Regions from separate parts of the Mus musculus genome. Here regions 1, 3, 4, 5 and 6 are each linked to region 2. A link is a contact called in public Micro-C and promoter capture Hi-C data. All regions are on one chromosome and are shown on one strand. The core of a region is the stretch at or near the end of the contact, and the rest is flanking DNA. Distances in the headings are between cores, read along the strand shown. Region 1 holds the start of Ahctf1 (AT hook containing transcription factor 1). Region 2 holds the start of Wdr26 (WD repeat domain 26). Region 3 holds the start of Capn2 (calpain 2). Region 4 holds the start of Fbxo28 (F-box protein 28). Region 5 holds the start of Trp53bp2 (transformation related protein 53 binding protein 2). Region 6 holds the start of Susd4 (sushi domain containing 4).

Region 1 (3,998 bases), core at 930-3,429, 1.4 Mb after region 2:
AGCCTTGGCTGTCCTGGAACTCATTTTGTAGACCAGGGTGGCCTCGAACTCAGAAATCTGCCTGCCTCTGCCTCCCCGAGTGCTGGGATTAAAGGTGTGTGCCACCACGCCCAGTTCTTTCCACCCCCACCCCTGGACTTTTAATCCTCAGCCTAAAGAATCTGTGTCAGTCCTCTGTGCTCTGTGTCAGTCCTCTGTGCTCTGTGTCAGTCCTCTGTGCTCTGTGTCAGTCCTCTGTGCTCTGCAGATGATTAACGAACAAACGCCCAAAAGGTCACCTGATTCCCCAGTTACTAAGCTCAGTGGTAGAATTCCTGGGCTGAAAATCCATCTTCTTCTTACTACCAAGGAGTCTGATATGGAAGGAAATTTGTTCCAAAGGATGGGAATATAGACAGAAGAGGAAGGCAGGCAGGGATGGAAACTAACATGGGTGTAGGACAAAGGCAGGTTTTCTGTTTGAAAACAGAAAATTAGTTCATAAGAAAGAGGGATGGGGGATGTAGTTCTGTTGGTAGAGTACTTGTTTAGCGTTCATGAAGCCTCGAATTTGATCCTAAGAACCACCTAAAACTGGGAAAGGGGTGCATGCCTGTAACCCCAGCCCTGACTGTCATCCTCAGTTACACACTGAGTTTAAGGCCAATGGTGCACATGAGACAGTCTTCACACACCCCATTCACTACCAGCAAAACAGAACCAGACCACACAACACTTACTGCAAAATCTTGTCTAACTTCTTCCTCTCACAATTTAGAATAATACCTTGCGCAAACTAGCACACTTTTACATCTTGCAGTGAATAAAGAAAAAGTCACAAAGATAAACAGTTTATTTCTAAGAGGCAGCTTTATCTCAAAAATTGTGCAGAGAGAGAGAGTAGTAGAGACAGGCTTTCCTGATTAAAGCAGTCTACTAATGTCTTCTCCTTCTCTCTTCCCCCTTCTGTTTGTTTGTTTGTTTGTTTGTTTGTTTGTTTGTTTGAGATAGGGTTTCTCTATGTAGCCTTGGAACGACTATGGAGACCAGGCTGATCTTGAACGCACAGAGATCCTCCTGATTCTGCCTGTGCTCTTACAACTCAGTAATAAAGACACATTCTATTTCATTTGTTTGAAAATTCTTTGGTGCTGGGTCTAGCTTCAAAGAGAGATACTGATAGTCTACAGAAGAAAGCCCAAAGATGAGCTCCAAATGATAGTCTAGAAATGATACAGTCTAGAAATGATACAGTCTAGAAATGATACAGTCTAGGGATCTTGATTGGATCTGTTTTCACTGATAGTTAAAAGAATGAAAGGGTGGTTCAGGTCTTTAATCCCACGGCTCAGGAGACAGAGGCAAGAAGATCTCTGTGAGTTTGAGGCCAGCCCCATCTACTAAGAGAGTTCCAAGATAGCCAGGGCTGTTACACAGAGAAACCATGTCTAGAACAAACTGAAAGGAAAAAAAAAAAAAAAGAACTGTTAAGACTAGAAGAGTTAAAAGGCAAAGCACAACAAGCAGTAGCAGAATTAGCAGTTAAAAAGGCGTTTATTGCAGGCAGTAAACACACAGAGAAAAAGACCTTCTACAAAACAGAGAGGGGATTTGAGAAGCTGAAAAATCCAGTCTCTTCTTGAGGCCTGGGGGTTGTAAAACCTCTAAAACCTCCCTGACCTACTTTAGTGTTGGTCAGTTTGAAGGCAGAAAGGATGGATGGTTGATCGGTCCACTACAGTTGTGTAACGTGTTCTAATCAGGCTTTGAACTTATTGAACCAGTCCATCAGCAGGTGACCTGCAGGTAGATGATAAAAGCTTGCCAGGTTTTTGTCTCAAATCAGGAGGTTAAAAAAAGCTGGCCATCTTGGAAATTCGCCATGGCTCATGTCCCTGTTTGTCTACTAAGGGTCTGCCCAACTCCTCGTCTCTCAATACTAACAAATCGAAAAGAAAACATAGGTTTGGCATAATGGAACCTACAGCTTCGTGCATGCCAAGCACGAAGCTCTGCCAGCAGAATTACCCAGCGTCAGATATATGACAAAAGATTAGGCTAGGCGACCTGAACTCTCTGCTTTTTGAGAAAAAAAAAAAAATGAGAGTAAGAGTTTCTCAGTAAGTCTGGGTTTTGTGTGTGTGTGTGCGTTTCCTTGAAGAGTTGGAGCACAGAACGGAAAAAACGGAGGCAAGAGCAGCAGTCATAGACGGAAAGATTATCGCTTGGCTGCCAGCAGGAACCGCCACTAGATTAGGCCGGCCCTTGCTCCGCAAAGCCGGACACGCCCTACACTACGCCCAGCGCACAAAGCCCTATGGGACTTGTAGTCTTTCGCCTATCTGCTCCTAGGAGGCGGAGAGACCCTGCTGTACGTAAATGAATCTTTCTTCCCGGCGTCGTCTCGGTTTTCTCCCTTTGCGAAAGGCCTAGTAGGGAAAGTTTGAAAATTCCCGCGGAGTCGGCGCCAGAGGCCGGAACCCTCGCGAGAAGTCCGAGCCCCGCAGCGCGATCTGCGATCGGATCCCCGCCCTGGCCACGATCCTTCCCTGGGCGGAGAGGCTGTGTGTGTGGGGTTCGGGCAGTGCGCCCGGGGTAATGCGCAGAGCGCGGCCCGAGCGGTGCCAGCCCAGTAAGTCGAGTCGCCAGCGGGGAGGACGCGGCGCGGGCGGTGGGACGAGTTCGAAGCCGGGATTGGGCGAAGGAGCACCCGGGGCCTGAGGGGACCGGCGAGAGACTGAGCGAGAAGCGGCTTCCGCGGGCCCGGGGCGCGCGCCGGGCCGTGTCTCCCGGGAGATGCTGTGACGGACCGCACGGAAGCAGCGACGCCGGGGCCCTTGGCGGCCTGGCCCGCGGGCTCAGGTAGGGTGGGGAACCGCAGGCCCGCGCGCCGAGGGCGGGGCGGCCGGGGCGGCGAGGCCCGGGGCCTAGGCCGGGCGCACCGCCTCGCGGGGAAGCGGCGTCCGCGAGCCGCGACCGGTGCGGCTCGTTCCAGCGCTCGGGCGTTAGTTACATAACCCTGGCGGCGGGTGCCGGCACATGGCCGCAGAGTCGAGCCTCCGGGCTCGTCTCCCGCGCCCGCGGGCGGGATCTCCGCCCCCCGGGACGAGTCTGACTCGAGACCCCGGGCCGTCAGGGTGTAGCGGAGCGATGGAGACCTTTGTGGGGCGTTCCCCGCGGACAGCCGCGGGCGCTCCGAGTCTCTCCGGCGTTGGCGTGAGCTCCACATGGTCCTGTGCTTGGCTCGGGTGAGTCCTGGGCGGGGGAAAAAGTTTCACTCGCGAAGCGGGCCACAGGGCTGAGTGGATCTGGTCCAGGACATCTAAGAGAACCGTGTCCGGAGCTCATCTGCGAGCTGTAAGGCCCATGACTTTTGCCTTTGGTTGACTTTTTGGAGAGTCGACTCTGCTTTTTGAATTGATAGGTACACACATGGTCCTTTTGAGACAGGTGGTTTTTGTTGACTTTGTGGAACCTTTCTTTTTGGTACCGTGAAGAATCACATCCAGGTCCTCACACATGTCAGGCAAGCGCTCCACCACTTGAGTTGTGTCCCCAGCATGGGATCTTGTGATTTTTCGGTTCCTAAAGCAAACGGCAGCCATTCTTAGAGGTGTGTTGTTATAGGAAAGTGAGCGTTGTTATTTTTGTTTATTTTTGATGCCAGTGATCGAAGCTACCACCTCGAGCTTATTAAGCTCGAGCCCCGCCACTGAGATCTAACCAAGTCGCTGAGTTTGGGTGCTTTTTTTTTTAATAGACAGTTGGAGACATTTTTTAAAGAGCGTGGATTCTTTAGAAGAAAATATAATTTGGTTTTTGATATACTAAAGAATCTGTGGGCTTTAAGAACTGTCTTTAACTGTCAGCCTCCCAGAAGACAGACGTTGTTGGGTGAATTTACCTATTTCAAGCGGTGATGTTTGTGCTATGGGGAGACTACATTCCGTGATTTAGTTTGTAGTTTTAGTGGTTCTGAGGATGGCCTCGCACATGTTAGGCGCAGAACCTGCTTCTGA
Region 2 (3,961 bases), core at 1,195-3,694:
GAAGCTGGGAGACACTCCCCTAAGGAGGTTCACTGGAGCTGAGTCTTTTTTTTTTTTGTTTGTTTTTGTTTTTCGAGACAGGGTTTCTCTGTGTAGCCCTGGCTGTCCTGGAACTCACTCTGTAGACCAGGCTGGCCTCGAACTCAGAAATTCGCCTGCCTCTGTCTCCCGAGTGCTGGGATTAAAGGCGCGTGCCATCACGCCTGGCAGGAGCTGAGTCTTGACAGAGAAACTCCACATAATCGGGCTGTGGAGAAGACAGGAGGTCTTCAGAAGAAACAAGCCTAGCAATTCGGCAACAGTGACAAAGGGTTCACAGAGATGGCAAGAGATTAAAACCTTTCCAGAAAGGTACACCGTACAATCTGAAACACATAATTTATGAGCTAACTAAAAATAAAATAAAAACAAAAGGCTTTTTAAAAGAGAGCTAGCCAAAAAGAAAGACTGAGATAAGACCAGATCCACTAGGGAATGCAAGACAACTATACATTTTTTTTTTAACATGTGGGTAACATGAGGTTACTAAAGCCTTCTGAATGTGAAGAACAGTATTCCAAAATTATTGCAAGTGGAGCCGAAACCTGTCTCTAAAGGCTCTAGAGTCAGACAATAAGCTCCCAATGTTTTACTATAGATAAAAGGGGCACATGCATATGGATTTCATAAATTCAAGAACTTCTAAGAGGCATCTAGGCTACTCTGAGGTGAAAAGCTGAGATGTGCGCACTGAGCCTGGATGGTGATGAAGTCCTAGTCATTGCTCCTCTCCTCTCCCCCTTTGTTAAGGAGTGGAAACCTGGCCTATAGTTAAATGGTCCTTTTCTTTATAAAAGCTACAGACTTTACTCAAACTAAGCTCCTGACTTGATCCACCTGAAGGTTGCTAGGAACCAGTAGATTACGATAAACCATTTTTCAGAAAGTAAATTTTGCCTAAACACTAACAACCTTCATGATAATGAGATTTCTAAAGTTGCTGTACAGGGCTCTATGAGGGCATTGACTATCTAGTAATTCTGGCTCTGCTGGATATACTGTCTGTGCCCTATGAACCTCAGCTAAAATGAAGGTCTGTCTCAGGTGAATACAAACACCGTATGTGAGTCACTTTGCAATTACAGCTGACACCTGAAAGCATATTTAAAGCATGACAGCCACAATGCTAGATCTCTGTAAGACTGCCCTGGTCTCTGTCTCTCTTCCCAGTCTCAAGATGAAGAGAGCTCAGGATTCTTGACAAATCATAGGCTAATTTTTATTACACTTCTAAATTTAAAAAAGGCTGTCCCCAAAGACCTAAAAATTACTGAGCTGTGAGTGTTGTAAATTTCAGAGACATAAGATGTATTGCTTAAGGCTGTTGGGTCTGTTTGTTTGGTCTTTTTGTTGTTGTTTTCCTCCCAAATGGAAGTCACGTCAGGAAAAATATCTGTCCACACCAGGTCTACATGCTACGACCCAAGTCCATGAAACTGACTAGGGCCCCATGGACCATTTGCCACAGAGTAACATAGTTACTCAGTTCTCTGCTGCTGTGTTTCTCCACTCAAGAAAGCCGTTTAAAGCGCTGGGACAGTGAAACTCCGGCCACTTGAAAATTTCAAACCAGAATCTGAAACGGTGCCCCAATCCCACCCCTCGGTCAGAGGTACAGGAACCAGGAACAAGACATCTGAGCGAGCACTTAAAAGAAAGACAAAACAAACCTAGTAAAACTCCAAAGCAAAGCGCCTCTACACACCCTCAGCCTTTGAAACGTCTTGCCCCCACGAGTTGTTGTTTTTCCTCCCAGAGGGAAGGCAGTTTACGGCCGACTTCGCCTTCCCAGGGTGGAGCACACTCAGCTCTGCTGTCATCTCCCTTGTCCTGGACTGACACGGATACAACTGTGTGTGGTGCTTGGCTGTGCAAGTTCAAGTGTTTCCACCCTAAACCGAGGCAGTGGTTAAATCCTGAGTGCAGAGCAAGAAGCCGGTGGCCAGGGGCCTAGCACACCCTTGTGCTCGAAGTCACAAGCTGCAAAACCAGGCCGCCGGCGGCCCCACCCTGGCCCGTGCCAGTGCGTCTGCGGCCCCCTCCACGCCGGCCGCTCGCTCCTTTCTGGGTCACTCAGGGTGCAGGGCGAGGACGTGATCTCCGCCTCCCACCCTGCAGGGCCCCGGAGCGAGGCTGCGAACTTACTGCAGGCCGAGCTCGCACGCCTGACCCGGGGAGCCAGGGCGGCCTCGCACAGGCGGGCCAGGTCGTGCTGAGTCGCGCCTCCCCGCCGGGGCCGGACCCCCACCCCCGGCCGCCCTCGCCTTCACCCCACGGCCTCACCCCGGCCGCCGGACACACACGTGCCGGGTGACAGCCCCCTATAGGTTCCATACCTGCTGCCGGAAGTGAGCGAGGAGGGCAGTATAGGCATTTCCTGTGACGCCAGCGCCCGGACTCCATTAGACAGCAGCTGGGGGAAGAATCAACACACCAGGGAGCGGAGCGGCGCGGACCCAGCACCGAGGCGGCCGCTGCCTCCGCCGCCGCCTCCGCCGCCGCCGTCCGGGCTCCCAGCTTCGGGCCCGCGCCCCCCCCAGTGCCCGCGAGCCCCCGGGCCGCGCCGCGAGCGCCTCCGGAGGGGGGGGGAAGGGCCCGGTCCTCCTTCTCCCCCTCCTCCCGCCCCGCCGACCCCCGCCGCGCCCCGCCGGCCTCCCACCACGGCCTCTCTCGGCGAGGAAACTCTGGCCTCCGCTTCCTCCTCCTCCGACTCGGACGCCGGCGGAGCCTCCCCGCCCCCGCGAAAGAAGCCCCGAGCCTCGGCGGCGGAGGGAGCAGGAGAGCCCGGGGCCTCGGCGGGCCGAGCAGGCCTCCCCCCCCCGCCCTCGCCCTCGCCGGCCGCCTCCTCCTCCTCCTCCTCCGTGGTGGTGGTGGTGGGACTGCCTCCGGCCGCCCCCGCCGCCCCGCAGCGGAGCAGCGGCCACAGCCTGGTCAGCGGCGGCACCATGCAGGCCAACGGGGCGGGAGGAGGCGGCGGCGGGGGCGGCGGGGGCCAGGGCCAGACCCCGGAGCTCGCCTGCCTGTCGGCGCAGAACGGGGAGTCGTCCCCTTCGGCGACGTCCGCGGGGGACCTGGCCCACGCCAACGGGCTCCTGCCTGCCGCCCCCTCCGCCGCTGGCAACAATAGCAACAGCCTGAGTGTCAATAACGGGGTTCCCGGCGGGGCCGCCGCGGCCTCCGCCACCGCCGCCGCCGCCCAGGCCACCCCCGAGCTGGGCAGCAGCCTCAAGAAGAAGAAGCGGCTCTCGCAGTCCGATGAGGATGTCATTAGGCTCATAGGACAGCACCTCAATGGCCTAGGGCTCAAGTAAGTGTCCGTCCTACAACTGGTGAGGGCCAGGCCGGGGCCGAGCGGCCGGGTGGGTTGCGGGGACCCCGGGGCCCAGTGCGCAGGAGGCCGGGGACAGACAGCCCTGGGGGGGGGGGCGGTGGAGGGGAGGTCTAGGAAAGGGAATCGGCCCGATGTCTTAAGGCCAGCCGAGCCGCCTGGGCTGGGGAGGGGTAGTGGAAACCCAGGGCGACCCCTCCCCGCGCACCTCCAGAGCAGGATTGTCTGTCCGGGAAGGCGGACACCGAGGTTGTTTATGCTGGGGGAGGGGTGGATCAGAGCGGTGGAAATAATGAACCTTGGAGGATTTGTTTTTCAAGTGTGTCTCAGAGGCATCTTTGTGGGACACCTCCCCACCCCCACCCCTGACCGACAGCAGCCCAGGCAAACTACCAATCAGGAAGGACAGTCGCCTACAAGTGTTTATGGGAACTAAGGGGCTGGCATAATTTGGAAAGAGGCTGTCGAGTAAATCTGATGGGAATAATGAAGTCAGATACCCAGTGGAAGTCATGCAGACAGAGGCCGTGTGTGTGTGTGTGTGTGTGTGTGTGTGTGTGTGTGTGTGTACACACTAGAGGCCTAGCACTAGTA
Region 3 (4,165 bases), core at 1,065-3,564, 1.3 Mb before region 2:
GTCTGAAGCCATTGCACAGGAAACCCCTGAACTACCAAGAACAACTGTGGTAGTCTTCAATTCCTTCAGTCCCACAAGACAAGACAGAGCCTGGTGACATGCAGTGTGCCTATTAGGCTAAGTGCTGGGAGTTGAAACCTAAAGACAGAGAATATCAAATAGAGTCAAACTGAGGTAGGGAGACATTGCCTTTCCAACCTGTGATCCTGGGCAGGATGGCCCCCTCTCAGGACTCTGCAAGCACCTCAGGTTCAAACAGAAAAATAAGGGAGAGGAGGCTCCGTTTTTTTTTTCTGTGGCAGAGGAGGGACAAGCAGAGTCAGGGAGAATCTGGAAGAGAAACACTGGGAAATGACGAGCCAAGTAGAGGAATGTTCTGGCTATCGTTGGCCCCTTCCCAGAAGCTGGTGACAGTGGGCTGGAAGCCCTCTGTTTCATTTGTGTGTGGGCCATCCTGGGGGAAGCAGATCTGGGGAACCATTAAGGAAAGAAAGAATCCCAAGTGAAGTTTGAGCAAGTGAAGCAGTGAGTCAGCCTTGGGCAACAGTAGACACCCGGTTAAAGACAAGAATACAGAAACGAGGCTAAATAGGAATGAATCTTTCTTAAAGCTAAAATTATGGCTTCATATTGATACAAATGAACACATTTTAAAAGATTTTATTTGACAAATACAGATGGAGTAACCAGACACCTCATGTTTTGTTTGTTTGTACTTTTGTTTTTTTAGACAGGGTCTTGTTGTATAGCCCTAGCTAGCCTGGAACACTCCGTGCAGACCAGGCTGGCCTGGAATTCATGGAGATCTGCCCCCATCCCTGCCTCCCCTTAGCATGTATGTATCCAGCTTACTGCTGGGTAGAACCTTCTGGGCGCGGCCCGTCAGGCACTTCATGTTAAGTGTTGGGATTTAAAGACATGGGCTACCATGCTCGACAGCCAGCATTTGTTTGCAGCATGGTGGTTTCTAAGCTTCATGGCTCTTTTCCGGAAGCTGTTCATTTTTTCCCACCATCTGATTTCCTTTGGCCCCACCCTGATTTTTTCTGGGCTCAGGATTCAAAAGGGAAGTGGGGGAAGATCCCAGACACCTGCCATGCCCAGGAGAGAATAGTGAGGTAGCAGTATCAACAGACAAGCCCTGGCTTTGCCACAGGGAGACAGACACTTTGATTCTTCCAGGAACAGTCATTTGCATATCACTGATATTTCAAGTTGCTACAATTTCCTGCAACTGACAGAGTTACAAACTATCTCAGAAACCATCAATGCTGAACCAAGATGAGGTTCAAACCAGGGTTTCTCAGCCTGGCACAGAGATCTTTCAGACTGCACTTTTCTTCCTGTTCTCTCTGTAGAGGGATGCCCTCCGCCCGACCATCCTTTAGTAGCACCTGGCTTCCACCCAGTAGAGGCCAGGAGCCTCCTTTGTCCCAGTTGTGACAATATGAGGAAAGTCTGCAGTTAGGGTCAAAAACCTTTAGGGTCACATTGGTGCGTGCGGGTTGCTTCCAGTTGAGAACCCGTGCTTTAAACCATTCATAGCACAAGCCCGCCCAGTTCTGTGTGTGTGAGTGGCAGCGAAAACTTTCATTGGACAGAGCGGTGGTACAGGCCACCAACAGGGGCTCTGTTCTAAATGGTGTCCCAGCAGCAACTCAATAAATCATCCCAGGTAAATCTGAGTTTTAGATAAGCATCACATTATTATTCTAACACAGGTTTGCCTCGGGTGATATTTGAGGGCTACGTATGCTAAAACCACACAATCCCCCAGCCCCTTTTCTTGAAATTTAGATTTAACAAGCATGGATTGTTTTGTTTTGTTTTTTTGTTTTTTTGTTTTTTGTTTTTGTCAAATTGTACAGCCCTACTTATGCACAAATAAGTAACTGCAGAGGCCCTGGGACCCTAAAATTCCTGTCTTGCTTTAATTTGTAGGGGTTACATCTTTGAACTTCTTTGGAGCTCAGTTTCTCATCTGTAAGATGGACACACCAGTAGCCATTTCTCACAAATTTGGGGGTGGTAGGTAACATGTGTGCCCAGAGCCTGCAGAGCTCTCTTTCGATCCTGAGCCCAATGAGTGGCAACTGGCTTAGTCGCCGCGCTCCCTCCCTCATCCGCTCCTGACTCATCCGATGTTTTCTGGACAGTCATTGCTGAGTTTCGCCCAGCCTTACTCCCCAATGGCTGGGGTTTGACAACTTCGCTCCCCAACTTGCGATTGTCGTCCCCCCAACACCCCCCGCTCGCCCTCCCCACCGGGCCGCGCCATCCCGAGAGCCGTCCGAAGGTGGCAGCATCGGCCCCGTAGTCCTCACGGTCGGGCTGGCACTGTGCAGGTCGCCGGCGAGCCGCGTCCGGAGCCCGGCGCCGAGCAGGCCTGGGGAGGCGGAGGCCACACCCCGCGCACGGCCCAGGCGCTTCCCGCCGGTGAATCATCCCCGCAGCAGCGGCTCCCGCAGTCCGCTGCAGCGCCCCGGGCCCGGCCGCGCCCCAGCCGAGTGCCGTGCCCCGCCTCTCCGCGACCCCTTTCTCCGTGCAGTGCGCCAACCGGATCGCTACCATGGCGGGCATCGCGATAAAGCTGGCCAAGGACCGCGAAGCGGCCGAGGGGCTGGGGTCGCATGAGAGAGCCATCAAGTACCTCAACCAGGACTACGAGACGCTGCGGAACGAGTGCCTGGAGGCCGGGGCGCTCTTCCAGGATCCTTCCTTCCCCGCCCTGCCGTCATCCTTGGGCTATAAGGAGTTGGGGCCCTACTCCAGCAAAACTCGGGGCATCGAATGGAAGCGGCCCACGGTAGGAAGCGCGAGGGGAACAGGCAGGGCCGGCAGGGCCTGGAAGGGCACTCGGGGTTCCGGGAGGCTGCAAGTCCCTGGCTCCCCGGCTCGGTAGTCCCTGCTTAGTAGTGCTCCGCGATTGCTGCTAAGGGGACTCCCTATGCAGACTGAGGCCCAGCCAGTGGACCTGCCCCAAGCTGCGCGCAGAGCGCTTCGCAGGACAGGACCCCAAATCCCATTAGTGGACACGCCCTGGAGGCTGCCTTCGGCTTCACAAAGCCGCAGGGACACAGGGCCGCTGGGGTGAAACTTTTACTGGACTCTAGTGGTGATCTGAGTGAGGGTGGAGACACTGCTCGGCAGTAGGGGTGGGGGTGGGGATATCAGAGTAGGATAGAAGACTCGGGACTGCTGGGTGGGTGGGGGCAAGGGGTGGGCACAGCCTGGCTCTGGCTGACAAAGGTGGTCACAAGTACATGTGGCACTTGTAAATGCAAGTACATGTATTTATCCAGCGTGGGTTTTGTCTGGCTCTCAAAGTGCAGTTAGAGGACTCTTTAACTTAAAGAACTGAAGGGTAGCTTAAAGAATCGATGGGCTCCAATGATTCTGTTACTCATTATTTTGCTGACCTAGAGTCCTCACCCGGAAACCTCTGCTCAACTCCTAGATACTCCTGTCCTAACCCTCAGAGTCTCTGCCCTTAAGCCCTTCCCGTTCCCTTGTGGTTTCAATCGCCAGTGGATGCCCATGGGACCCTCACTTGACTTTTCCCAGGAACTGAGAGGAAGTCTAAACTTCTAGATTCCTGTTAGGACAATGGACATTCATACCCTGCTTCTATCCTCTTGGTTCCCCCAGGCTGCTTTTGTTACTGAGTCTAGTCTGAAAGTACCAGAGACTAGCGGGGGTATAGCTCAGTTGGTAGTCTTTACTTAGCATGCATGAAGCCCTGGGTTCTATCCCAAGCACCATATAAAATCAGGTGCATGCTAATATATGCCTGCCATTCCAGGACTCAGGAGGTGGAGATGGGAGGATGAGAGATTCAAAGCCTGGGGCCACAAAGATGGCTCATTGAGTAAGGGCTTTGGTGGTCATTTCTAATGACCTTAGTTCTGTTGCAGAACCCACCTGGAAAAAGAGAACCAACTCCCCCAAAATTTTTCTCTGACCTTCATATGCACACTGTGGCGCACACGTGCAGAATCTCACAGGCACGAATGTGCACACACACAAAATAAATACTAATAACAACAGAAGAAGATGGAGGCTGGCCTTGGCTATACAGTGAGTTCATTTGAGGCCAGCTTGGACCACATGAGAACTTGACTCAAATTTGAAGATAAGTGGCAAGGAAGACTAGAGAAGTCTCTGT
Region 4 (4,038 bases), core at 1,290-3,789, 1.1 Mb before region 2:
TCTTGTAAAGCACTCCTGATATCTGGCTGGCATGAAACTACATTTGGAATTCAGAATTTCTCCTCAGAGTGCACCTGTTCGTTTTGGTCGGTAACTCTATCCAAAATAAAGGCCGACTTTAAAAATTAAAACCAGACTACCATTTGCTTTGAAATTCTCTTTGTGAACACTTTTAGGGGCTGTGGCTATAACTGGATGGTGGAGTATGTGACTAGCACACACAGGGCCATGAGTTCAATTCCAAGTGCTTCCAATAACAATATTATCCTCAAACAAGCATGGGGAATGTAACGGTTGGAATCTCATGTATATAAAGAGAGAAAAATTGGAATGAGCTGAGTGGCAGGAACTGCTTAAAATTAGTCCCAAACTTGTATTCTGTGGTTCAGACCAAAAGATCTGAGCATTAATCGGTGGTCCTTATACGGAGAGTTATGGGGAAAGGATTGCAGTTTGTAGGATCCATTCACACAGCAGCTGTGTGTAAGGAGTGGATTGACAAACCACAAGAGCTGACTGAGGGGATGATGGTCCACTTTTACAGGATGCTCTGTAAGCTCTTTTTCATGTGAGAGTTTCTATAATGTACTTAACTCGTCTCCTCTTATAGAAATTCTATTTCAACTTAACCCATCAAGAAAGCTTCTAACTTTAATAAGTCTAGGTAGAAAATCATTTCCATTTAGACTAAATTGAAATTGGTTCTCTGAAGAGGTAGCAACGCCCTAAGCACAAAAGTAAAATTACAGTCTATTAGTAGGGAGAAAATCAACGCATTATGAATATGCAAACGTCTGGAAAACAGTTAGACATAAAATACATATTGAATACTAACCAGCCCTCTGTGATGTGCGTGTGGTTTGAATGTGCTCGAGACGGCTCATGCACCGGAACTTTGGTTATCCTGGATGAAACCTAAGAACTGGAATCATGGGAGTCAAAGACAGAATCAGTACAGGTTCAAGTCTGTACGTTAGTCACTTTTCTGTCACCGTGATAAAATACCAGGACGAAGGCAAGTTACAGAAGAAAGAGTCCATCATGGCGAGGAGACACAGCATGAAGTGGCAAGCATGGCGGGAGGAGCTGGAAGCTGAGAGACCACATCTTCACCCTCCAGCACAAACCACCAGAGAGCAAACTGGAAGTTGAGTGGGACTATAAGCAATCACTGTCTACTAGTGACACGCCTCCTTCAGCTAGGCCCCACCTCCCAAAGAAACCCCAAAGCGCAAGGCCAACTCAGAACTGAGTGTTCAAATATCTGAACTTGTAGGAAACAATCTTACCCAAACCACCACCAAGTCCAACCTGACTTTGTTTACTTCAGATGCAGAGTGTGTATTTTTATGCATGAAATAATACTACATTATGCTGGGTCACCTATGGGGCGTCCTAGTAAGAGGCACGTGATGATCTTTCCTCCCACAACTTGTGGTGGTACTCCTAATCATGTGATTATAAGCCTGTTCCCTGAATTTCTGTATCATACCTTTCTTATTTTGTGATTAATGCATTACATGAGAAGTGGGTTATTTTGAGACTACGTGCTACACCTTACCACAGGCTTGTCTTCTGGTTTTAGCATCTTTTCATTGGTTCTCACCTAAATTGATTCACAGAGAATAAAAGTCTTTTTTTTTTTTTTTTTTTTAAGCACACAATTCAGGTACTGGAGAGATGGCTTAGAGGTTAAGAGCACTGGCTATTCCTCCAGTGAGAAACAATGCACCCATTAACTGTCTGTTGTCTTCCACACTTCCCTTATTCCCAACTTCCACCAACCACGAATCCACTCTGTTTCAGTTAAGCAGTTGTAAACCAGCCAGTTGTTGGTGCTGGAAACCAAAGGCCAGTGTTGGTGCTGGAAACCAAAGGCCAGTGTTAGTGCTGGAAACCAAACTCGGGTCTTCTGGAAGTGCACCAAGTGTTGTAAGCTCGCTTGTGCTCTCTCTCTCTCTCTCTCTCTCTCGCCCCTGACTCTATGGACCTGCCTACATAGGGCATTTCACATAAAAGTAGTCGTATGGTGTGTGACTCTGTGTTTTTATTTCATTAATGTGCTTTCAGGGTTTACCTGTTGTCTTGTAGTTTTAAACTAGCGGTGTTTTATTCCTTTTTATATGCTGCAATTATCACTGTGACTCTTGGGAGATGCTGATCTAAATACAAATTTCCGTCTAAACTTATGAAGGTGATATGGTTTTTATCATCCTTTGGCGAGTTGCTTTTAAAGAAAACTGCTCCATTGTCGTTCCTTTTATCAGATGAAAGGGACTATGACGACCGCCTTTCTTAGGGTTTGCGGAATCCTTGCTCGTTTCCACTCTAACAAGGCAGTCTCCGATTTTAAAGAGCTACAACGACCACCTCTCTTGAAGTGTGCACTATCTTCCCTCCTTTCCGATGGACGCACCGAAAGCTCGCCTCTCTTTCCAGCTGTCATCCCACGAGCTCCTCCCTCTCCTTAAGCTCCCCCCCCCCCAGGAGGAGGAAGTGACGCACAGGAAGTGTCCCGATCCCCTTACATTGGAGGAAGGAATCAAACTCCCAAGATGGCGGCGGCGTCTGAGGAGCGGATGGCTGAGGAAGGAGGCGGCGGCCACGGCGACGGCGGCTCCTGTTCGGCTGCCGGCTCCGCTCAGCGACAGCCCCCGGCGCCCCCGTCGCAGGCCCCGCCGCCCGGGTCCCAGGCACCCGCCGCGCCCGCGCTGGCACCGGACCACCTGCCCCAAAACAACACACTGGTGGCGCTGCCCATCGTAGCCATCGAGAACATCCTCAGCTTTATGTCCTACGACGAAATTAGCCAGCTCCGCCTGGTGAGGGCCGAGGCCTGGGGAGGACCGGCGAGGGCGGCGCGTTCCTGGGGAGGGAGCCCCGCCGGCTCGGGACACGGAGCGCGCGCGTCCCCGGCAGCCGGGAAGTGGCGCTGGCGACGGCCGGCGGGGTGCTTGCTGCTGCCGCGCTGGCATCGCGACCGCCGGGCGGGCGAGGCTCCGCTCTGCGCCTCGCCCCGCCCCGAGGGTCTCCTCGCCCCTAGCCCGGGACGCGCCCGCCTGCGAGAAGTAACGGAGCGGGGCTTGGTGCCCTCCGCCCGGCTGGACCGGCGACAGGGACTCCCGAAGGGGCAGGCGCCTGCCTCGACTGCCCGCTCGGGCTCTGGAGTTCACTCCCAAGTGGGCAGAGGATCCCAGCCAGGCTTGGGTTGTGTTGCAAGAATAGTGTGTATTGTCCCTCCAACCCAGGCTTTCTGCTTGAAAAGGATGAAGGGGGTTTGGCTGTCCCCCCCCCACCCCCCCCCGCTCCCCCTTGAGCCCCAGTTGCGGTTCTAAGATTGCAGTTGTGTTGTGCGTTTAAAACCCCAGAGCCTTAGTTGCTCACTAAAGTAGAGCCCTGGGAGATGATGACCTGACTGGCTTTGCCTCCCTGACACTCCTTACTATAGCGAAGCAACTTGTCCCCTTGTCAAGCTATTACCCCCTCCCGCTTGTTTGCTTTTTTTTTTCAAATGTGCTTCAAGCCCACCCTCCTGCAGTCGGAGTGGTTTACTTATTATACCCTAAAAATAACACATTGTCCTAGCCAAAATTTAAAAAGAAAAAAAATTGCCATTGGAATTTTACTACATCCCTGAGGTTTGACCGAAGATTTGATGAATTACTTGGTTCAGGAAGATATCTCACTTCCTACCGGGGTATTTCCCCTTAGGTGGTTAGGAAATTGGAGGAGGTGGACATTTTGAAGTGGTTGTGAGCTGGTTTGATGTAGTCACTTAAATGTGCTCGGGATTGTTGATAAAAGGACAAAGACATCTTTCTGAATGTGCTGTGTGTGGCGGTTACTTATTCATCGCTATGCCATATTTTAGCCCTATTCTTCCATCTCTAAATTGACCAGTATTGTGTTTCAAAGGAAATCATCTTTAAAAACAGCTTGCAGTCATTCATTCAAACTCCGGGGCAGGTTTTGTGTGTGTTTCCCCACACTCTGTGGAATGGAAAATTTCTTCTGTTTAGAGTAGGTATTTCAGAATAC
Region 5 (4,218 bases), core at 1,151-3,650, 1.2 Mb before region 2:
TTGGATCCCAAGTACCACACACACACAGAAGTTTTATTTTCAAGTACCCTAATAACACAAGTATAAAGGCATATAAAACTAAGGCTTGGGTGCTGGAAAGATGGCTTAATCATTAAGAGAATTTGTTATTCCTTCTTACAGAGGTCCCAGGTTCAATTCCCAACACGTACCTAGCCACTCAAGACCATTCATAACTTATTTTTCAGGGGATCTGATGACCTCTTCTGATCTCTGTGGGCACCAGGCACACACATGGTAAACAGGCATACATAAAATAAATCTCTTGTAAAAAGAACACAAGGATGCTAAATGAAAATGTATCATATTTTTATCTATCACAGACTAAGAATCTCATGTTTAATCACTGTTGCTAATTCAGGGTGTTTTCTAGCAACTATTCCAAGCCAGGCATCGTATTAACCCCTTCCTTCATAAACAGTGACTCCAATCTTCCAAAGCACCCTGAGAATTGGCATTGTATCACCCCCAAGATACAGATGATGAAGATGAGAGACAGATTTTTCTTAAACATCTGGGATCACTAATGCTGTGCAAAATTCCAAAGCGCATCAAATTTCAAAGCTAGAATAGCATGCACACTACACCTTTCCTAGTAAGTCTACTCTGACACCAGGAAAGCAGTCAAAGCCACCAGACTTGCTGAAGTGACTTTAGTCCCAAGATTCAATAACTTTTTACAAGAATTCTGATCATCTGCTATGTGGTTTGGAGAAAAACACCCCTACATAAAACAAAAAAAAAAAAAAAAAAAAAAACAAAGGATACCTTGATTTAAACTGATCTTTCAGGAAGAAATCATCCTGCAATTAAAACCACCTATTCTTTTCCTTTCTCTGTTCAGGGGAAGCTGATGGCAAGCTGCAAAGGTTTTTTCACAACAGTGAGATAAAAACACAGGAATAAAAAAGTTAACAAAACAGTCTATCATAACCAAGGTATGCGTTTTAAGATATTCACATCACAGCCCTAACTTAATAAATGAGACTAAACCATTAGTTACAAAATGCTAGTAATTCCAAATTTCTTGACTCTTAGCAATTGTAACCATCCCAAGCCACCTAATAACCTAATAACCAAAATATTATATATGTGTCCAACCTAGAAAAATTTAGGAACACCCTCCACAACGCAAAGGGGCAAAGAGACAGTATAGTATATTCTGCACGTGTAATTACAAAAAAACCAAAACAAAATAGAACATTGAAACACAAATTTTAACACTCTTTCTTGGATTTTATAAAAGCAAAAAAATTAAGTTGTTTTAAGTTTTTATCGTTTTGTTTTCTTAAACAAGTGATGCGATAAGAACGTGAGTTGATGAGGGGTTTAGGGATGGATATGGCTAAAATACGTGACCTTTCAAAGAATATATAAAAATTATTTTTTAAAAAAGGACTTAGGTTGACTGCGATTAATCCTGCTTGAGAGGAGAACAAATACAACACCCACGAGGAAATAAATACACGGCTGCAGGAGCCACCATAACCAGTCAGATCTTGTGCTTGCTAAGGGGGCTTTTCAGAAACACCTCCATTCAACCTGCAAGTCACCTGTGACGCTGGCCAAGTCAGATGCCAAAAGAATTCACTCATCTTTCTTAGAGGTCTTGCAGAAAAAAAGCTGGGGGAGCGGGGCACTGAAGTTTTCCTCTGAACTAAAACTTTCAAGGCTGCATTTACTAAAACCTGTTTCCACAAAGAGATAGATAGGGTGACATGGCTGCTATCACCAACATCAGATCGAAATTCAAGTTAAAAAAAAAAAAAACTGGCAGAAAGAAAAAGAAAGGCAAGCCTTTTCAAGCGCTATGCTTCACTTCAGTAAAAAGCCTCAAAACAATTCAAAGAAATAGGCTAAGAACAAGGTTCCCCGGCTCTTGACCTTCAAAACAAGCTTCCCCAAAGGTCTCATCCGAGAAGCAAAGTTTGGAGCAGCGGCCCGGGCTGCCGCACTGCCTGCGGGGCAGCATCGCGACCGTCGCGGGGACCCAGAGGGACGGAGCCTCAGAGCCTCGAAGCCCGAAGCTCCACCGGCTCCGCTGACCCGGCCCCCCCGCCCTGTACACTTCCGGGCCCCAGCACGCCCACCCGCTTACCGGCATCATTTTGGACCCGAACCGCATGGAAGCGGGGGTCTGGCGGCGGCCTGGCCGAGCAGAAGTGACCCGAGGGTCGCGGGCCCGGGGAAGCCAAGCGAGAACGAGGCCGCGCGCCCGGCGGCCGACCTGTTGCGAGGCAGCGGCGCTGGAGTCCCCTCAGCGGACCGGGACGCCACCGAGTCCGGGGCCCAATCCCCTCGCCCGTCTCCGGGACGCGGCTTTGTCTCGGCGCTCGCGACTCCCACCTCCTCCTCCTCCTTCTCGCCGAAACCAACTAATCCCGGCCGGGCCCCCACCGAGGCGCGCTGGCCCCGCCCCCCACGAAGCCCCGCCCGCGGCGCGCCCCAAGGCTTGAGGTAAGGGGGAGCGGAGCGCCAACCGGGCGGCGAAGGCGCATGCGCAGATGCTGGGGGCGGTGCCAGAGGGGGCGGGAACCTTTGCTCCGAGGGAGGAAGATGCAGGCGGCGGAGCTGCTCCTGAACGCGCCTCCAGGCGGAGCCAAGGCACGGGAGGGCGGCGCCGCAGGAGAACAATAATCGTAAAACGCGGGGATGGAGCCCAGGGCTGTGTCCCTCACCTCCTTGGCGGTTCCGAGTTGCTCAAGAGAGTTGAGCCCTTTGCCTTAGGAACCATGAACCAGCCACAAGGCGCCGGACGCCGAGGGGCCTGGGCGGCGCCGCCTCACACACCTGACTCAGGGCGCCCTGAGGGATCCGAGCGCCCCACAAGATGGAGACCTGCGAGTCCGCCGGGCCGGAGCACGTTCCTGACAGAAGGCGCTCTCGGATTTGTCCTCATCCCTCAGGCGATGTCCAAGACCCCCCTCTGAATGGCCTGTTACTTCTATAATGTAAGAAGGGAAAAGCCCTTCAGTGTTGAGAAGTGGGGGGGTTCCCTGTGTTTTGAACAGCACGCTCAAAGGATTTGAAAATGGGTAAAAACAGCTTTCTGGGGCGCTCTTCAGCTCATCACGACCTGTAAACACTTTTAACACAAGGACCATTTTTTGGAGCCGTCGAAGCTCACGCTGGGAAATTGGCAGTAGTTCGCTTTGATAGGGAGGCAGATAGTCGAGTCCATTATCCAGAGAGACATAGGCTTCAGGAACACTAACTCCACGAAGCTCATTTCACGTCAAGTAACCCGTGCAAGCTCATTTGGAATCAGAGGACAGAAGAGTCCCCAAAACGAAATGAAATGAAGCACCAGAATGTATACAGCTTCAAGAATGGAGCCAGCTGAATGTGGTAGCGTGCACTAGTAATCTCAGCGCTTGGGAGGCTGAGCCAGGAGAATTGCAGTGAGTTCCAGGCCAGCCTGAGCTGAAAGAGTAAGACCTTACCTCAAATGACACTTTTATAAAAATTAAATATAAATTGACCTGTGTGTGGCACAGATCTATATCCCCAGGTACTCAGAATGCTGAGGCAGGAAAATCCCAAATTTAAGGGTTCCCAGGGCAGCTTTAGCAGAATAGGTCTCAAAATGTAAACGGGGGGGGGGGGGTCCCTGGAGTCAGACATAGTTTAGTGATAGAGTGTTTAACATGAATAAACTCCTGGTTTTAATACAAAGCACAACAGAAAGAATGAGCACTTATTGTTTGTCGTCCCAGCACTAGAAGGCTGAGGCAGGACGTATCAAGAGTCTGAGGCCAGCCTGGGCTACATGCTCTGTCTCCAAATAAATAAACAACAAATAAAAGAATAATTATTTTTTTATTTTAACATATCCCTTACCCAAAAAAAAGAATCATCCAACTCCCAGTTAACATCATCCCAGCTACTCTATCATCCCAGCTACTCTATCTAAACATGAAATTAAAACTGATACAACTAGAATTACCCTGGGTTAAGTAAAGGAAGTCCACACCTTGACTTACTCAGTAAAATGTATCAAAATACTGTAGGTCTTCTAAGTACTGTGGATCCATCAATGAACAAAACAAAGCTGAATGGACAATAAAACCAGTCTACATACAGTCACCCAGAAGAAAAAAAGAAAAGAACAAGAAAAAAAAAAAAAAAAAAAAACTCTTTTTGTGTTGTTGTTTGGTTTTTGGTTGGTTGGTTGATTGGTTTAGTTTTTCTAGGTAATGT
Region 6 (3,990 bases), core at 266-2,765, 1.6 Mb before region 2:
CCTTCCCCACCCCCAACAGTCACAGACATGCCTCAGCACACCACCTCCAAGAAAGAGAAAGTTAACTTTCAAATAAACCTGTCCTTCAACTGGTCTGACCATGTTTTCAGACCCTTCACATTCTTCAAGACGGTTTATTCTAAAGTAGTTCAAATCCAGAAGCCCAAACCTGACCTGTGTGTGAAGGGCAAAGATCAAGGGTCGAAGGGCTACAAATACACTGCTTCCCCCCACCCCCACCCCCACACACTCCTTTGATCCTCTTTTTCCTCTGGGCCAAAATGGGAAAATGTGCCAGGCTTCTTATCCTTCCTTCAGAAAAGCCCAATTGGGCTGCCGGTGGGTGTGCGAACCTACACCGGTTCCACACAATTTTCTGTGAACTCCAGGGGTTTTGCAGAAGGCTGGGACACAGGGACTCTATTTCTCAGGCACCCCTAAAGTCTGCACGTATGCAGAAGGCGCAGTGCTGTCCGGTCGGTACAGTCTCCCCTCCCTGCTGGGCCATTCAAAGCTCCCCCCACCACAGCGGGGTCACTCACCACCCGTGAGCTGTGCAGGGCCAAAGCACAGCGCCAGTTGAAACCACAGGATCACGGCCAAGAGTCTCTGGGGGGACTGAGGCTGCTGTTGCTGCAGCTGCTGCTCTAGAAATCCATCTCCATTGCTCGGGTTCATTCCATGATACATCTTTCATCCACAGAGGGCATCCAGCTTGCGAGAGTCTGCAACCAGGAGCGGAACACGACAATACCCCGGGGTTGCCCGGGCTCTGGGGCCAAGCTCTCCCTCCTCCACCCTGGGGGCCCGGTGCCTGGGCTTTGCGGGCTCCATCCCATCCCATCCCTGTTCGCCCCTGCGCAGCCCCCGCCCCCTTTCCCACAGCGAGATCCTCCCTGCCACCCCCCATGCAGGGTCCAGAGAGTAGCAGCCACCATGGGATACTGCGCGTGCGGGAGGGATGGAGGAGGGGAGAGAGGACAGGGGTTAGTGCACACTGGCTCTGTGCTGGTCCCCGGGATTCAGCGGCTCTGATCATGACAGGAAAGTCTAAAGCCTTATAGCATCAAGCGGCTGAGAAAACACTTTTCCCCGGGCCTGTACATTTCACTCTGAGGAATCTCACAATGTGCCCCCTGCTGCCCCTGGATACTTCTCTGCTTTTCCAAGGATTGGGAGGCTCCTATTGCCCCAGTCCCTTATGAAATCTGAGCTGTTATTTTTATTTTAAAAATTCCTCCCTTAGGGGAGCTGAGCCAGGAGCCAACTCGCCCAGCCCGGCCTGCGCACGCCTCCCCGGGGCAGGCAAGCCCCTTCCGGGCTCCGGCTCTTACCTGTGGGTCTCATGCATGCAGCTTCCTTCCCTCCTCCGCCTCCTCCCCCCGCCAGTCTAACCCGCATCTGTGCGCGACCTCTGCTGCCGCCTCTGCGCGAGCAAGCAAGCGAGCGAGCGAGCAAGACAGAGGAGCGAGCGAGCGAGCGAGACGGAAGCCTCGGCGGCTGCCGGGCTACACCGCCCCCGCCCGTCCCGCCGCGCGCTCCCTCCCCGGGCTCCCCCGAGTGGCCGGGGGCGGGGGTGACGAGGGCCACGGCTGCCGGGCTGCGCGCGCCCGCTACCTGAGCTCGGGAGCGCGCGGCGGCGGCGCGGAGAGGGGGAGGAAGGGACGAGGCCCGGGCGCGCGCGGGAAGGGCAGGGGCGCGCGGGCCTGCACGCGCCTCGGCGGGTCCCAGCCAGCGCCGGTAGCAGGGGTAAGGGGATGGCGTGGGCGGAGGAGGACGCCGTGGCCAATGGGAAGCCGGCGCGCCTGCACCTGTCGGGCACGAGTCGCCAGGCGGCGGCACACACGCACACGCATTCACACACGCGCATACGCGTATGCACGCACACATACCCAGGCACACGCACGCGCACACACCGCAGGTCTGCGCCGCGATCCTTCACCAGTGGCCTCTGGAGCCCTTAGCCCCGTGTGTGCCACCAGAGGCTGTGACCTCGAAGGTGGAGGTGGACAGGATGATCCCACCCAGGACCATCACCGATGACAGGGTTAACTTGAATGGGGCGGTGTAAGCACAACCCTTGCTGCTAAAACCTCAAGTTCTTGGTGACCCCGAACATCTCCACGGGTGTGAGCTTCCCCTAGAGCCCAGTGGACAGCCCGAGGAGGCTGGGTCTCTGTCTCCCGTCCCTTGCACCGTCGGCATTTTCCCTCTTGGCTGCCTTGGAGATAGACGCAAGCATCTCTCGGAGCTTTCTCTTGAGAGGCTCTCCCTCAGGGAGACAAGTGACCGGGCAGTGAGATGATGGGTGCCAATGCGGGAAAGCTGGATATCACCGGAAGCTTATTTCCTTTGGGTAAGAACCCGAAAGGATCAGGGGTCCCCAGGAAAGAACGTTCCCCTGGTCAGCGGTCCCTTCCTGGTGTCTTAAGTTCAGCCTGCTGCTAGCTCTGTTCTCCCAACCTTTGCTGTTCCCCAGCAAGCTAGACCTCCCTCTGAGGTCTGGGCCGGCTCCTAGGGTACTTGTGTGAGCCTTGGTGATTAAGGGGTGTGCCTTAATGAGGTAGGGCCGGCAGGCAGTATTTTTGAACCACTGGATCCCCATTATTCTGTAGCAATTTGTGGATATGAAAAACCATGTTTCTGATACAGCCACCAAATCATCTCGTCCTTCTATCGACTTTCCCAAAATCTCACATACTGAAGGTAGTTTGGAAATTACAGCTTTTACCGTGTTGGCTTTTACTGCGAGTAATTTTAACAAATTCTTGCAGGAGAAATTAGCTTTTAGTAGATAAATCTAGTTCAATGTTGTTGATTTTTTTTTTCGATTTGTAAAATTGAGATGTCAGCTTTGCACGGAGTAAGTTGAACAGTTTTGGTTATCACAAATGCATTTCTGCTAAAGCCTGAACTCTGAAGCCCAAAGCATTACTTGGGCATTTTTCTGTGTTTCCAAGGTCCTAAGATTGTTCGCTGCAAATTGAATATTTATTCTAGCTTATTCTCAATAAAATATCTACCGTTTTAAAAATAGCTGTCAGATCCACAGGGCATAAAACTATTTGTTGACCATGCAACAAATGTATCTGAAGTCTGCCGCTTAGCTGCAACAATCGGCTTATAAGACTACCAGGGCCAACAGGACCATCCAAGTTCATCTGTCCCAAGCCTGGGATCTGCGCTTAAGTCTCCTTTCTGACACAGTGCTAGCCAGCTGGAGCTACAGCTCAGCAGTAGGCCACTTGCCTAGCTCTTGTGTGAGGCTCGGGGCTCCACCCTTAGTACCACAAGAATTAAATTATTTGTGAACAAGGTCACGTAGCCTCATCCAGTACCTGAGGAAGCCTGTTGTAGTTGCTGGTTGCACTCAGAAATGCCTTCCTCGGGTGGGACTGCTCTGCTTTGGGTTTGTTTGTTTTTTCTGTTATTGTGCTAAGACACTGACCAAAAACAACTTGGGGAGGGGAAGACTTTTACTTGGCTGACAAGTTACAGTCCACCAGTAAGAAAAGCCAAGACAGGAACTGAAGGCAGGAACTGAAGGGGTCGGGGTGGGGAATGGAGGAACGATGCTTGCTTACCAGCTTTGCTTCCTGTGTGTTGCTTGGCAGACTTTCATAGCCCAGGAATCACACACACACACACACACACACACACACACACACACACACGCACGCACGCACGCACGCACGCACACACGCACGCACGCACGCACGCACGCACACACGCACACACTCTCATACAGTGGCCTGGGCCCTCCTGCATTTAATCAGCGTTTAAGGAAAAGCTCCCGCAGACATGGCCACATGGAAACAGTTTTTCAGTTGAGATTTCCTCTTCTAAGTTATGCTCAATGTTAAGTTGACATAACTTAAGCTATAACAGAACCAAGAACCCTTCCCAAAACATGGCCTGTGGCTCTGCCTCTCTTTTCTGGGCTCACGCCGCTAAGTCAAATTCTCCTTCTTTAAGACAAACTGTCAAGGC

The links. Promoter capture Hi-C pulls out the DNA fragments that hold promoters and counts their contacts. Hi-C and Micro-C count contacts between places; a contact is called where the count stands out from the background.
Region 1: a contact with region 2 is called in a Micro-C map of embryonic stem cells, with 4 times the contacts expected there. The contact joins the promoter of Ahctf1 here to the promoter of Wdr26 in region 2. A contact is called at or near these places in 4 of 39 promoter capture datasets (the C10 cell line, hematopoietic stem and progenitor cells, liver and 1 more), 1 of 484 Hi-C or Micro-C datasets (embryonic stem cells), 1 of 115 datasets of contacts at active chromatin or transcription factors (astrocytes) and 1 of 9 other capture datasets (liver).
Region 3: a promoter capture Hi-C map of hippocampal neurons shows a contact between it and region 2, with 2.4 times the contacts expected there. The contact joins the promoter of Capn2 here to the promoter of Wdr26 in region 2. A contact is called at or near these places in 2 of 39 promoter capture datasets (the 3T3-L1 cell line and hippocampal neurons) and 1 of 115 datasets of contacts at active chromatin or transcription factors (pancreatic cancer cells).
Region 4: a promoter capture Hi-C map of neutrophils shows a contact between it and region 2, with 5 times the contacts expected there. The contact joins the promoter of Fbxo28 here to the promoter of Wdr26 in region 2. A contact is called at or near these places in 3 of 39 promoter capture datasets (the 3T3-L1 cell line, hippocampal neurons and neutrophils) and 1 of 115 datasets of contacts at active chromatin or transcription factors (pancreatic cancer cells).
Region 5: a promoter capture Hi-C map of liver shows a contact between it and region 2, with 2.6 times the contacts expected there. The contact joins the promoter of Trp53bp2 here to the promoter of Wdr26 in region 2. A contact is called at or near these places in 4 of 39 promoter capture datasets (embryonic stem cells, hippocampal neurons and liver) and 1 of 115 datasets of contacts at active chromatin or transcription factors (astrocytes).
Region 6: a contact with region 2 is called in a promoter capture Hi-C map of hippocampal neurons, with 2.6 times the contacts expected there. The contact joins the promoter of Susd4 here to the promoter of Wdr26 in region 2.

Annotation. Positions count from the first base shown.
Region 1 is chr1:179,802,196-179,806,193 of GRCm38.p6, reverse strand. It overlaps Ahctf1 (AT hook containing transcription factor 1), which reads left to right and starts at 2,179. Exons shown (of 36, transcript NM_026375.2): 1 at 2,179-2,841.
Region 2 is chr1:181,210,461-181,214,421 of GRCm38.p6, reverse strand. Wdr26 (WD repeat domain 26) reads left to right here and starts at 2,444. Exons shown (of 14, transcript NM_145514.5): 1 at 2,444-3,346. The coding sequence starts at 2,985. Gm38664 reads right to left here and starts at 2,986. Exons shown (of 6, transcript XM_011238899.2): 1 at 2,923-2,986; 2 at 2,376-2,612. The coding sequence starts at 2,986.
Region 3 is chr1:182,515,759-182,519,923 of GRCm38.p6, reverse strand. Capn2 (calpain 2) reads left to right here and starts at 2,314. Exons shown (of 21, transcript NM_009794.4): 1 at 2,314-2,806. The coding sequence starts at 2,570.
Region 4 is chr1:182,340,107-182,344,144 of GRCm38.p6, reverse strand. It overlaps Fbxo28 (F-box protein 28), which reads left to right and starts at 2,539. Exons shown (of 5, transcript NM_175127.2): 1 at 2,539-2,822. The coding sequence starts at 2,556.
Region 5 is chr1:182,407,349-182,411,566 of GRCm38.p6, reverse strand. It overlaps Trp53bp2 (transformation related protein 53 binding protein 2), which reads right to left and starts at 2,400. Exons shown (of 18, transcript NM_173378.2): 1 at 2,117-2,400. The coding sequence starts at 2,143.
Region 6 is chr1:182,761,741-182,765,730 of GRCm38.p6, reverse strand. Susd4 (sushi domain containing 4) reads right to left here and starts at 1,515. Exons shown (of 9, transcript NM_001356461.1): 1 at 1,335-1,515; 2 at 543-725. The coding sequence starts at 690.